Regions from separate parts of the Zea mays genome. Here region 2 is linked to region 1. A link is a contact called in public Hi-C data. All regions are on one chromosome and are shown on one strand. The core of a region is the stretch at or near the end of the contact, and the rest is flanking DNA. Distances in the headings are between cores, read along the strand shown. Region 1 holds the start of LOC100192073. Region 2 holds the start of LOC100216907 (putative RING zinc finger domain superfamily protein).

Region 1 (7,252 bases), core at 1,425-3,924:
AAGTAAGGACCCAACAGAAAGAAAGAAAAAAATGGGCCGACGGCCGACCCAACCCTCCCCTGACGTGTCCCGAAACGATAATTGCCGTCCCGATCGAAACGAGCGAGCAGAATCTCCGACGCGATCGCCAAGGCACAAAAAATGCAGCGAGACGCGCAACAGATGTCAGCGGCACAAAAAGGCTCCCGGTAAGGGAAACGTGATCATCTTTCCGTTCCTAGTCTTGTTTTCTTTTTATTATCATGGTTTTGGGGGGTTCCTCGACGCGACGTCGTGGTCAGGTCGTAGCATGGGGTGGGGTGGATGCGTGCCTCGTGTCCGCCATGATTATTAGGCGGCAGCCCGGGGTTGTCTGTCTGTTGACTCCCTGCTGCACGGCTCACCCACCACCACCACCAGCACACCACAGGCCACAGGGAAAGGAGCAAGGACCGACGGACTTTTCAGCGACGAACGAGCCGGCAGGAAACACTGTCATGTTTGTTCTGTGCGTGTGTTCCATCTCATCTGGAAGTTAATGAAAAAACTTTGGAGGACACGGGACGCCACCAAGAAAACATCCGTCCCCCGGGATATTGTATCCAGGGTTGCGCAGCTGACGCAGCGTCGCCGAACGCGTTCTGGACAATCATGGTGGGTCAAATTTATTTATATAAAACATGAAACACGGAACCGGAGGAGCACATCACGATCTTAGTCAGAGAAGGTTGGAAGGATTTGGGCATTTGGCTAGTGAAAGGGGCACTGGACTATATATTACAATTAAATCTCTCGGACGCACGGTAAAGTTTCTTCAAACATCGGAGACGCATGCGCTTTTCTATTTGGAGAATTTACCGGGGGAAGAAAGGCGGGATGATCTGTCCGACCAGATCAGAAACGCACCCCTCAACCCACCCATAAAAAAACGCTAACGAAACAATAGTCCTGCTGTACTACTGTAAAAGGAAGTAGCATGCAATTTTGCTAAGGATCTCACATTTTGTTCGATCTTCGCTTTGACATCTTGTCTGATGATTGCTCTGCCGAAGCGAAGGTGAACCGGGCTCCCATTTGAACTTACGGAGGGGGCCAGAAAACCAAACCAACCAAGAACGGCTAGTCCATCACAGAGCCACCACCACCGATCACGATCGCGGGCGCCGCCTGAGGTTGATGACGACGACGCTGACGTTGTCGGCGCTCTGCCGCGCCAGCGCTAGCTTGGTCAGCAGGATGGCCGCCTCGGCGCACGCCCTGTCCTCGGCGCTCTCGCCGTCGCTCTCGGACCCCGCGCCGTCGCCGCTGGGCCCACCAGCCTCCTCGTCCCCGCTGCTGCTGCTGCCGCCGCTGGCGCTGCTCTGCCTAGGGCTCAGGTTGGAGGTCGGGCTCGACCGCTCCCGGCCACCGCGCGGCGCCCTGTTCCGGAGGCAGGTGCGCACGACCTTGCACGCCACCTCGTTGCTCACCACGTCCCACAGCCCGTCGCTGGCCAGGATCAGGAACTCGTCCTCGCCGTCCTTCCTCTCCACCACCAGCACCTCCGGGTCGGAGATCACGAACGGCTTCAGGTAGCTGTCACCGATGGCTCGGGACATGGCGAGCATGCCGAAGACGCGGGCGCCGTCCCAGAAGATGACGCGCCCTCCCGCTGCGTGGATCCGTTCGAGCTCGTCGGGGCGGTCAGGCTGCAGCGAATCATCATCATTCATGCGAACTTGATTAGAACGACGCAGGCACCAACACACTTCATCTGTCTACGAGACCGAGCGGCCGAGCCCGTGACAGGGGAAAAAACAAACAGAACTCGTTTTTTTGTTTTTTCTTTGTTCGCAGTACCTTGTGGTCAGCTGAGAGAGGGATCGTGGCGCCTCCGCTGGAGAGGACCGCGCGGGAGTCGCCGCAGTTGGCGACGACGAGGTGGCGAGGCCCCACCACGGCCACGACGGCAGTGGAGCCCACGTGGTCGCACTTGGGAAGCTGCATCTCGCAACGGCAGGTGGGCGCCGGGCCGGCGGTCTCCCTGGAGACGACGGCCTCGGCGTCCATCCTCGCGTAGCTCTTCTCCATGACACCCCTCCACCGCGCGGTCTCGTCCGAAACCGACGAGCCTGCGGCAGCTGTCGCCTCCTCGGCCACAATCTGGTGCATCCGCTCCCCGCACGACGTCGCCACCTGCGTGATGCACATGAAGAAGAATTAGCGAACACAGTTCAGTTCAGATGCCAAGAACCGAACAGTTTGAAGAAGAGATAGCGGGCACGGGGCACTTACATGTGAGCAGCCGTGGCCGTCGAACACCCCGAAGAAGTGGTGGCCGTTGATGAACTCCGGACGGGCGGTCACCGCGTCCTCCATGTCTCTCCGCCGCCCGCAGACCGACGTCACGCCGTACCTCGGCGCTCGCCCCCCAACCGCGTCTTCCTCATCCGCCTCCAGCCTCCGCCTCTTGGCGGACGCCTCCTCGGCCACCACCCTGAGCCGCCGAATCTCCATCCTCCGCCGCCGCGCCGCGCGGCTGCCGGCGCACTCCCCCTTCTGGTCCGACCCCGCCGCCGCCGCCGCCGCCTCACAGCAGATCTCGGCCATGAAACAGAGATGCCACCAAGGCTCTCCTGAAACGAAGCACGCGTTGAGCAGCCGAAGGCGAACGCTCAAGGAAGAAATGCCGCGGCTGCTGCTTCCTAGCTTCTCCCGTTTTCCTTTCGCTAGTGGGATTTTGAAGCTTGAGAGCGAGAGGGGTTGCGTTTGCGTTCCAAGTGGTGCCGCGGGGGTATAAAAGGCAGGAGCAGGGATGCCACGCGCCACGCGGCCGCCGGGCCGGCCCCCGTACAGTTGTGTGACAGCGGCGAAGGCGTCCGATACGGCCCACGTGACGCGCGCCCATGGCCGGTACGTGCCCCCGGGACGCGTGTCGACGCCTGGGCGCGTCCACCAGGCGGAAGCGATCTGGGGCGCGCGGCCGCGTGCCACGAGTAAACGACCGGCCCTCCGCGGGCGCTGTGACTCGCTGGCTGGCTCGAGGGTGGGGTGGGCGTGGCACGTTTGTTGTGTGGGGGATGGGGAGGCGGACGGGCCCGGTCTACGTGGTTGACGTATCCTTCCGTGGAGAGATAAGCGTGAGGCCGGCAGGGGAGGCGCGGGCGGTCGACACGTGGAGGCGGAGCGGCAAGGGGTGGTGTACGGGCTACAGCTCGCTTCCCCGGATCTGCCTCTCGTTGTTGGTTTGGCATGTACGTAAATGGATCTCTGCGCCTTGCGCTGTACACACACCGGGTTTTGGTTTTATTTTCAAGGTGTTTTCTAGCTTTAAGTTTTGGCAGCAAGTTATTGCCTAGGTCTCTGTAGTTTGGCAGCTGGATTGCTGTACGCCTGTACCGCGCTACTATCTCTTTATGACTTGGCAATGGAATACACAGTCATGCCTCTCAGGTACACGTTCACGAAAAGGATCACAAGTCGGAACCAAGTGGAGCGCTGCTACTCGGTACTGTATTCTACTGCACGCGAATCATATGTGATTATTATGTGAAATCGCATCGGCCGTGGCTCCACAAAAACAGGTCCTTGTCGGATGACAGTGCCATTGTGCCATCTGTGCTAAACTCCGAACACGTACTTTGAACGTACATTAGCGCCCACAAGAAATAAAAGGCACTTGGTCGTAATCACGACACGGGATACGTGGCAAGCCTAGCTAGATATTTGCTTGGTGTACGGTGTACCGGACGGCTAGATTTTTTCCAAGATAACAATAGAGGCCCTAGTTATTGGGCGGAAATGAAACAGGCGGTACCGCTGGAACTCAGATATTTGTTAGTCGGAAATCGACTGTTTTTCTGGATACAAATATAGATTTTAATATTTTTCAAATACGAATACAAAATGGACAGCACTGATTCAAACTCGCATTTTGGTAACTACGCCATTTCGTTTGAGGAGTATATATCTTTTTTTTATCCATAGTTTTTAAAGCAAAAGTTGTTCTGCATGTAGTTATTGAAGTATGAATATGTGTATGCTGACAAAGAAAGCGCATAAAAGTAATATATGCATTAAAATATAAATAATTACAGTTAATATAAAAGTAAAAATAAAATCTAAATTTATATCTATATAGAAATATATAGTTATACCGAATACATTCCATCTAAAAGAATAGCGAGAATTGTGACTATTTCAATCAGTTTTTACCTTTTTATAATATCCTTATTTTGTACGTGCCTCGGATTTATTAACACCTATAATTATACAAGCTTAGGGATGGTCGGATGGAGCCAAAAAAAAAATTAGGAGAGACTAAATTATATATGAAAGTTTTTATGTTTTTTAGAAGGGTTTTAGTGGGGCTCTATGAGTTTAGGAACGGTAGGGGGGGGGGCTGGAGCCCCACCCCGCCTATGGCTAAATCCGTCTCTCAGCTAAATAATGTGTGTCCAATGACAGCACAAAATTTTGTATCAAGACGTATTGATCGTTGAGTACTTAGAAAATATTAATTAGTAATAAATCAAAAGGGCAAATAAAGGCAAGGCCTCTCAGCCTGGTGGCGGGCGGCCTGTTGGCCCAGCCATCATTCGGCAAGGGCCCCGGCCGGCGTGTGCTAAGTTGTTGGGGGTCAAATGCTGATCAGATTGGTGTAATATTAGTTGATTGACGGAATGAGCATGAGTTTGGAAACAAGATAAGCCAAATTCAGAAAGGAAAAACTTAGACTGTATAACTAAATGTTCTAGTCATATGACACTATGAGATTGCTCACCCTAGAAAAAAGATATGGATCCATTCGAGTTTTCAAAGTTGAGTTCCCTTAGTAGATGCGGATGCTTATAGGGCCACCGACATGATACTTACTGTAGGTCGGACCTAGGATGTTTCTATGAACAACTGATCATTTACATGGTCTTGGCTTCAGTATATGGTGTAGGTAATCCAGACAACTCCCTGTCATGTTTCTTTGCACTTGGTTGTGCGCGTGGCATACGTTGTTTTAGACCAATGATCATCTAAAAAACAATTTAGGTAAGTTTATTAATCTTAGTTTAAAAAGTTATAAATAGAGTCGGATCAATCCTACTCGATTTTTATTTTAAAGAGATTTTAGTGGGCTCTATGAGTTTAGGTGCGATAGGAGGGCTGGAGCCCCACCCACCTGTGGGTAGATCTGTTCTCAGCTAAATAATGTGTGTCCAATAAAAGCACAAAATTTTGTATCAATACGTATTTATCGTTGAGTGCTGAGAAAATACTAGTAATCAGTAATAGATCCGTCTCTCTGATTGTAGGTCGTAGCATTGTGAACCGAATCCCGCACAGTCCTCTGAACCGAACCGTCAGAGAGAGTAGGGTCGCGCCTGGCAGGTTCGATGGCTGGGCGCGCCGTGCTGTCGTGCAAATGGGCCTGGAGCCGCTTTACAAGTTGCAACGCCAGCCAGCCATCTGGCCCATTCCATCGGCGAGATATTTTCGTCGTGTGCGATTGGTCGCGATGCAGGTTTTTTTTTGTCCTATTTTACACACGATTGGTCCTGTCTCTGTCCCTATGGTAAGGTATGAGGGTTAATAAATCGGTGGCGTATCACTCGCGTCGCCAACTTTTCTGCGAGAAGAAGAAGATCTGTAGGATCGGTTTCATTTCCTTCATACAAGGAAAGTAAAAACACTTTGACAACGATGTGTCAAGATTCATTTGGCCGTAGAGCAGACATTTTTGCTGTTGTGATCGCCACGACCACGAGCCTCTCAGTATTTCGCCTATGAAACCTGGCTCTCCCACTCTCTATCTCATAGCACAAATAAAGCAAATATATCTTCCGATGCGTCTATAAAATCAGACGGGACGGGCAATCACAGTAGAGTAGTCTCTCCCTTTTTTTTCTTTCTTTTTCATCTTTCGGGGTGGTGCAAGGCGCCAAGCAAAGTAGAAACGTTCACGACGCAACTCGTTCCGTCTGTCATCGTCCGCGCGCGCACGACTGACAGCCGGCACGCAGGGCTGTCTGTCTGTGTCTGGCCTCTGGCTCCGCTCGCTTGCGTTGGGACCACGATACCCGCGGCCGGCTTGCGGGTGCCCGACGCGCGGCCGCTCGCCACGTAAAGCCGGCACGACGGCGACACCACGCAAAACGCAGTAACGCACCGCGTCCCCGCCCCAATCGCGCATCTCGGGATCCGCGCGGCCATCACCGAGGAGTTGTCGCGGGCGCGGGCCGGGCGACGTGTTCGGCGGCCTGGGACGGGACATCGCTGTCACAGAGATCGCGCTGCCGGGGGTCCTCGGATTCGCGCGCAAGATTTTTTTTTTCTTTCCTTGGGCACTTTCTCTCTCGCGCGAAACTGGAGAACTGCTTTCCTGATGAGCCTCGGCGTCGATTTTTCTGCCAGTTCGCTTTCCCGGATGCGGTCGGGGATGACAGTGGGGGCGTGGCGGGTAACCGCAGCATCTCGCCGTTCGTGCTGTGTCGTCCGGTGTCACCTTTTCCAAGCTTCTGTCCAACACCAGCTGCAGGACAGCAGGAGTGCCAACTGTTCGCCGCTGCGTTCAGGTTTCTCACCTCACCTGCCGTTTTTCTCAAGGGCCCAGGGCAGCTCATGCAGCTAAGCATTTTACTTAGGCCACCCTCTCAAATAATGCTCGCAGGATATGGAAGCGGCGACACTAAACGCTGAACGTTTCTAGAAATTAGAACCGACTGGAGATGAAATTTACTCGCGGAATAGGATGGCTTCTTCGTAGATACGCAGAGTATCAGTACTAACCATATATGCAAAGCAAAACAGTGACATTCTGCGCCTTGTTCTTGTAGAACTATACATTTGACTGCGGTCGTGGACACATAACTGTAACACAACCATTACTTGGGCACATACGAACAACTTCACCATTTGACAAAATAGATTTACCAGATTTGACAAAAGTACAACTATGCATGAAGCAGAAACTATGGAAGCTCTAACTCAAGAAGATTTCTGCATGCAATCCCACTTCTCAGGGTAGAGATACTCAGGTGCAAACTGCTTTGGAAGGAGATGAGAGGACTTGATGGATTCAATTTCCATCCATAGTAAAGATTTAGATTGTCCGCAGCAAATCGTTGTAAAAAAGGGAATTGTAGATTACACTCTACTGTCTATAGAGTAAAGTGTTGTTATGGATATATTTGAGATCGTGATTTCTATGATTAAACATATTTTATATGTCATCATCATAATGTTAATTTATGGAATTAAAATGATATGGAAAATGCCTATATTTCTAACAATCCAAAAACCT
Region 2 (7,112 bases), core at 1,726-4,225, 620 kb after region 1:
CTCGGCACTTTGGATGAATTTGATATTATTAACATCAAATCTGCCTGAATTGTTGTGCAATATACACTAATAACTCTGAAACTGAAATCTTGTATCTTATATTTCTCTGTTGCTTGCATGTTGAAACTGGGGCTGGTTAGGCATTGACTTCTGGATAGGGACCTTGGAAACAGAAGCTACATCTACATTTAATATTATATAAATTTCTGTTTGTTATTCTTCTAGAAGAGCAAAATATCTTGATCGTTCCTTTGTGAATTGTGCCAAGTGAGCTGTGAGGATATATAGAGAAGGTGGGAATGGACTGGCTACCTTGCCTACCTATTGCTGGACTATGGTCTATGGAGTTTGGAGTATGGACATTTGCAGCCTCCGCATAGCCTGGTGATTGGGAATGGACATGTTTTTTAAAGATGTGTCTTGTATCGATTATTTTTCTTCTAAAATGAAGGTGATATCATTTTATTCTGAATTGAACGTCAAGACATCTATATTTGTGACCAATGCCCGGGTGTGATTGCAGTTGATGGTGTTGAAATTGCTTCATCGACTTTGGAATAGCAGAGGCTGTGGGCTGTGGCTAGACCACAAGGAATGGGGAGGAAGCTTCTTGTCAGCTCTCCCTTTCTTCGCAGACAAGGAGTTATGTATCGTGTATTCATGACTGATTGAGCATGACAGCATCTGAAGTTTCTTTGTTCGTTGTGTAGATCTGACCTATCTACCCCTGACGTGGAGCACATGCCAAACTTTATTGACTTTTGGAATCTGGCTATTTTGTTCCTGTACATGTGAAGGTCAATTGGTCTGGGGTTTTTAAAATACAGTAATTGGTTTACGGGTTTTTTTGTTTAACCAGAAAATGTGCCGTATAATTAAGGGAAAAAAATAATATAATAGCTTAAGGAGACCTTTTTGACTCTGTATTCGCCGATGAGCATCTAGTAGTGATTTGAAAGTGACTGGAAGCGAAGTTGTTGCAGCAACGGCGACCATTCGCAGAACCATCTATAGCGGCGAATATGCTTTCGCCGAGAAGCAAAAGCGGATGCCTTACGGCAATATATTTCAAGGGCCAGAAAGGAATTTTTAAGAGAACGTTGACCACAAAAAGCAAAGAGTTAATTAGGGGGTGTTTGGTTCTGTGGACTAAAGTTTAGCCCGGATCACATCAAGCGTTTGACTTTCAAATATGAGTATGAAATATAGACCCAACCAACTGTACTAGATTCGTCTCACTTTTTAATCTTCGGCTGAGAAATTAGTTTTATAATTCGACTACATTTAATACCCCGAACGGAGGTTCAAACATTCGATGTGATAAGGGCTAAATTTTAGGAGGGGCAAACCAAACACCCCCTTAGTCACTTTGGTTCCAATTGAAGGTAGATTATTTTAGGATTACAGCTGGTTAAACTTATGAAACCTGGTCGGCCATTACATATATTTTAAAAACATGATCGGTATCGCCAAATCAACGATGAAAAAGTTTTCCATAGTTTTATATAACTATAAATATTTGAAGTGATTTTCTTTACTTTTACCAGAGTTGAATGCGGAGTGTTTAGTCATGATACATCTCTATAAAAAATATAAATATTTTTTTTTCCGAAGTCAAGCTATTCCATATTTAACCAAATAAATTATATCAAACCATGAATGTTCCGATACTGAATTAACATTCAAAGAAATTCAATGTATCAGCGTCCATTTTTTTTGGTTTGCGATATGTTAATATGGGTTGCGATTCACAAGTTTAACTAAGGGAGATGCTAATTTATAGGTGCCTCAAAAGTAATCATCTCTCATGAGACCCTTTACTGACGTCGAAGTTGATTGAATGGCTGGATCATCGCCTCCAACCTTTGGTGACTGTTGCTCGCATCCGGCGTCACCTGTGCATGGTCGCTTCCATCCCTCCTCCGGCCGTCCTAGCGGCGAGGACACGACCAGTCATCCGCCCACCGCCTCAAAGTCTCAAACAATGACAAAATATTTGGTTTGTGCTGTCAGAAAAAACAATAAAGATATATATTTCTATAGTTACACAAGGTCAAAATTATGGTATATGTTCATACCAAAGAAATCAACAAATTTTAAGTGTTTCTATAGCTAGGCAAGGACAAAACTCAACTATATGTTAGCACAGAAATAATTAGTATTTATAATTGTTTATATAGTTAGATAAAGACAAAGACATGATATATTATGACAAAAAAACAATTAACATCAAAGAGGACAACTTACAAAGTCAAATGGTGTCAAATTTACCCGTTAGCAATTAAAATGACAAACCACAAGAGGTCAATCCGTAGTTAAAAAATGATATGATTATATTCTACTTGTGCAACAACATTTAGACGCCTAATATATAGGAGTAAGTGTAAAATTAATGACCAAGAAAAAAAAGGTGAGCAGGCACGGTTGTTTAACGGATAGAAACTCGAAGCAGACACAACAACTTTAACACAGATTTTGATTATGCACCAAAAGTAAAAACAAGATATGGTGATACATCGCCTGGAGGGACTAAAAAAATCAGGCAACTGATAGATAAGAACAGTGTTTAACAAAAAAAAACTCGGTAGGTTCAGAAGGATCTTGCACCATCGTAGCGTTTCTCAGTTTTAAACTGGTGGCCGGTGTCAAACCAAAACCACGATAAATGTAAACCTGACGCCTTTCCCTGCTCAAGTCAAAACTGTCTCCCTTCCATCCACGCGGCAGTTTGCTAAACCCACCCCGCCCGCCGGCCGCCGCCGCCGATCCACTCCCCGCCTCTTCCCCTTGACTTCCCCGGCCGGCAGACCAGTCAACGTCACCTCCGGCAGCTGGCTAACGGCGTGACCTTCCCAATCACCGCCCTCCTCGTGCAGTCTCCGTCACCCGCGACGTCACAGCTGCGGCAGACGCCGTCCCACATAAAACCGGCCCACCCACTCACCCACCCTCACAATTCCCCTCCCCTGTCGTCGTCTCCCCTCACCCGAAGCCCCGATTCGAAACCGGCGGCGTTCGATTTGGGGATTTCGGCGTCTCGCTCCCCGGAATTTCTTGGATCTGAGTCTGTCCGCCGTCTTCGATTTGCGGCTGCAGTGAGCCTGCGAGTTTTCCGGCTCTGATTTGGTCGGGGTCTTCGATTTCGGGGATGGCGTCGTCTCCGGTGTCCTACTGGTGCTACAGCTGCAGCCGCTTCGTGAGGGTATCTCCGTCCACCGTCGTCTGCCCGGAGTGCGATGGCGGCTTCCTGGAGCAGTTTACGCAGCCGCCGCCGCGCGGCGGCGGCGGGAGCGGCCGGCGCGGGACGATGAACCCGGTCATCGTGCTCCGCGGCGGATCGCTTTCCGGGTTCGAGCTCTACTACGACGACGGCGCGGGCGAAGGGCTGCGGCCGCTGCCCGGTGACGTCCAGCACCTCCTCATGGGGTCCGGTTTCCACCGCCTGCTCGACCAGTTCTCGCGGCTGGAGGCGGCGGCTCCGCGTCCGCCGGCGTCAAAGGCTGCGGTGGAGTCCATGCCGTCGGTGACGGTGGCCGGAGGTGGTGCTCACTGTGCCGTGTGCCAGGAGGCCTTTGAGCCCGGCGCCGCCGGCCGGGAGATGCCGTGCAAGCACGTCTACCACCAGGACTGCATCCTTCCCTGGCTCTCGCTCCGCAATTCCTGCCCCGTCTGCCGCCAAGAGCTTCCGGCCGCAGCCACCCCAGATGCGGAGGCGGATGCTGGCCTCACCATATGGCGACTTCCACGCGGTGGATTCGCCGTAGGGAGGTTCGCCGGAGGGCCTAGAGAGCAGCTCCCGGTCGTCTACACTGAGCTGGACGGCGGCTTCAGTAACGGAGTTGGGCCAAGGCGTGTGACGTGGCCAGAGGGAGATGGCCAAGTGGATGGCGGTGAAGGTCGGATTCGCCGCCTACTTAGGAATCTATTTGGCTGTTTTGGTCATGGCAGCTGGCCAGCTAGTTCATCGCAGTCCCGTAGTGGCTGAGCACAGTTTTCCTTGGTAACAAGTTTTCAATTGATAGCACTGAAGAACTAGGGCTAGTGTAAGAATGGAACCCAGATTATAATTTCTTGGGGCTTTTGATGTAAATGAAGGCCTAGCATTCCCCCTTCCTTTGTCTCATCTAAGAATTATTAAGAGATGTCTATGAGCAAACATCTTGGAGCGAGCTTTGCAACCAAATTAGGCTAAACACAAGTGCAAGCCTTCAAGAAAGGAGTATGAATGGATGTTTTGGGGAAATAAATCTTTTTCAATATTTTAGGTAGAGAGATTGAGAGAACAATTGTTGTATTTGCAAACCTACTGTTCGTGTACATACTGGATTGGTTGAACATGAATTCCCATTCTGATATGTGCTATATCTTATATTGACATTAAAATTCCCCAAAACCTATGGTATTACTTCTGTTCATCTAGCTGCATACCTTCATTGTTCCAATTTAAAGCATTTGTGTCATGGATCAGTCATAATACTTGCCAGCCGAGCACTTGTTTATGCTTAATGGTCATAGCTTACCCTAGCTTCTGCTTCTATCACTAACTAGTAAGTGGTAAGTACTGTTCTTTTCATTTTTCTGTCCATTTTCTCCTGCAGTTTTGGTGTTTTTGTTTCCTCTGCTGGTGAAGGAAACCTCAAGTCCCTATGCTATTTTAAATGTGCCAACTCAAATATATTTTCTGTACCTAAGAAATATCATGATAATCGATTGGTCTTTTCAGTGCATTCAACTTGTGCAGGATCATACTTGGGGTGGTGCACATGGTGTGAAGGCAATATAAGAATTTACTCGAAGTATCAGAATATAGAACTGTTGTGTGTCTAAAAAAGCAGTTTAAATTATCACATGTCCTAGTATGGATGATTAGATGAATTTTCCTTGAATACAACACATGTCATGGTGATCCTACAAATTTGATTACAGCTTTGCTCTATGGTATACTAGCTGCTACTTTTTGAATAAAAAATCCTACTATTTATCTTTAATTACTCTTTAGTGCTTCTATTATTGACACTTGGAAATTAAATGGTGGTGGGTCCCATGTTCCACATTTTCATCTCTGGCAGAAATGATGAACTGTACCATCTTGTAGTGGCCATATATTTTCCTATGTCCATCCTTGTGGTTATCCATCTTGTTTGAGTCATACAAGAAACATAGTTGTTGGCCTAACTGTGATTTTTTTTCTTATCATTTCTTATGTGCTTACTTTCAAATGAGTAGCAGGGTGAATTTTACAATGATGATGATATAAGTTTACATCCTTGACAAGTTGACAGAGTTATTTCATCTATTTGTGCTATGTTAATTAACATAGGTATTGCTTTTGCTCCAGTTCTGGTTTCAGTCTAGAAACTGATCACAACTCAAGCCCTATATGTTTGTGGCTTTATGTTGTACTTATGAAGGCGAACAAAGCTTCATTTCTCATCTTGACCACCTCATGCCTGTTTTACTGTTTTGTATTGCCTCTACTCTGAATCTCTGATATGAATGTGTGGCTGTTTAGGGGGAGGTATTTAAAGGCAGAAGGATATCTGAGAAACTGCATAAAATTCTCTATATCGTAATCTTTGCTTTGCTCACTTGATTATGTTTAGTACCATTTGGCCTCAGAAATGCCATTCTGGTGCATGCCCTTGTTTGCTTCTTTAACATCTTTTCTGGTAACAATATGAATGCTGAAACAGCATCTATGCAAGGCTGTGTTGTCTGCTGGTGGGAAAAAAACACCAATTGAATATCTTTACAGTAAAAATAGGAAAAATATTCTCATTTTTTAAGTTTGGATCGTAATCCGTGACAACGGTTTACTTGCTGTTAGTGAAGCTTGCTGATGTTTTAGTTCATGTCATCATCCTTCCCTCTTGTCGGGGTTGCCATGTATTATTTTTGGATACAGCTGTAATACATGACTGCTCATGCACCGATTATTTGGTATCATTATATGTTGCCAAAGATCTCTGTGTAGTGGCTGATAAGTGACAACTGATCCTAACTAGTTATTTATTTTTCGTGCTTTTACTGTTTCCCCTGAGTAGTCCCCAGATCCAGAGACTGCTTATTTTTTTTTAACTTCTCAGTTGTTTGCGTTACCCTTTGCACCATGGTTCTCTTCCAGCTTAACTGTTCCAGAAATGTTATTCTATGTTATGTATATCTATTGCTAATAATGCCATAATTTTTTTGGAGGGGACTGATGTATGCTTTTCACGATGATTATTCCCCGTACTTCTCATGCCAGCAGGTTGACATGAAGAATTTCAGTGGTCCATGTGGTATGCTTACCATTCACAGTGTTCTCTAGCAGTCCAGCTGACAAGGATGATGGTGATTTGAGGCTTGCGCAGTACACCAGTAGGAACATTACTCATTTACCCTACTGGGTTTTGCTTATGCATGGTTATCGAGTCCATCCATTAGCATTTTATGGCAAACTCAGTTACGCCCTAACGTATGAGTTCCGTTTATCTTGGTTGTTGAGCAGTCAACATCTCCGAATGTGAAATGTCGGTTGATTCAACAGCCTACTGTTCGCGCAACCTTCCATTTATGCTGCATTGGGCACGGGGACGATCAAACATGGACATGGTGACCACTGACCAAGACTGGAAGACAGCTATCAGGTCAGGAAGGACCGGACCCATCTACAGTGAGCAAAGAGATGAACTCTCTCAACCATCATGGATGCTCACCTTCACTCGAGTCGAGTCTCGAGGTAAGAACCTTCTGTTAGGTACCTAGGCAAGGCTGGCTTAACTATCAGGGAAACATTTGGCGCGTTGAATCTATTGTCTATTGGTGGTGGGCCTGGTCCTGGAGAACTTTCACTGTTGTGGCGCATCACTCTGAGTGCTCGACGGAAAAGGACCGCTGCCGAATGGGCATGGCATCCTAACTCTTAACTGCTCGGCGCGATGCTTTATGCCCATTCCTGGCTTTTAAGGCGCATTGGGAAAGCTTGCCTTCTTTTCGTTTATGTGCCAAACCTGCCTGTATCACACGGAGTGCTGGAGCACTCAGATGTTCTGTATACTTTTACCCGGCAAGAGTCTTTTTGATAAGCTAAGGAATGAACTTTCTTCCAGCTCCATGTTTCGGCGCGCTCC

The links. Hi-C and Micro-C count contacts between places; a contact is called where the count stands out from the background.
Region 2: a Hi-C map of endosperm shows a contact between it and region 1, with 2.8 times the contacts expected there. The contact joins the promoter of LOC100216907 here to the promoter of LOC100192073 in region 1. A contact is called at or near these places in 3 of 25 Hi-C or Micro-C datasets (bundle sheath, ear and endosperm).

What each region holds. Positions count from the first base shown.
Region 1 is chr1:39,066,632-39,073,883 of Zm-B73-REFERENCE-NAM-5.0, forward strand. LOC100192073 reads right to left here and starts at 2,675. Exons shown (of 3, transcript NM_001279945.2): 1 at 2,254-2,675; 2 at 1,819-2,154; 3 at 696-1,667. The coding sequence starts at 2,568. The coding sequence ends at 1,128.
Region 2 is chr1:39,682,435-39,689,546 of Zm-B73-REFERENCE-NAM-5.0, forward strand. LOC100216907 (putative RING zinc finger domain superfamily protein) reads left to right here and starts at 2,976. Exons shown (of 1, transcript NM_001143293.1): 1 at 2,976-4,299. The coding sequence starts at 3,149. The coding sequence ends at 3,985. It overlaps LOC109943141 (a long non-coding RNA gene), which reads left to right. Exons shown (of 2, transcript XR_002265829.3): 1 at 1-451; 2 at 524-919.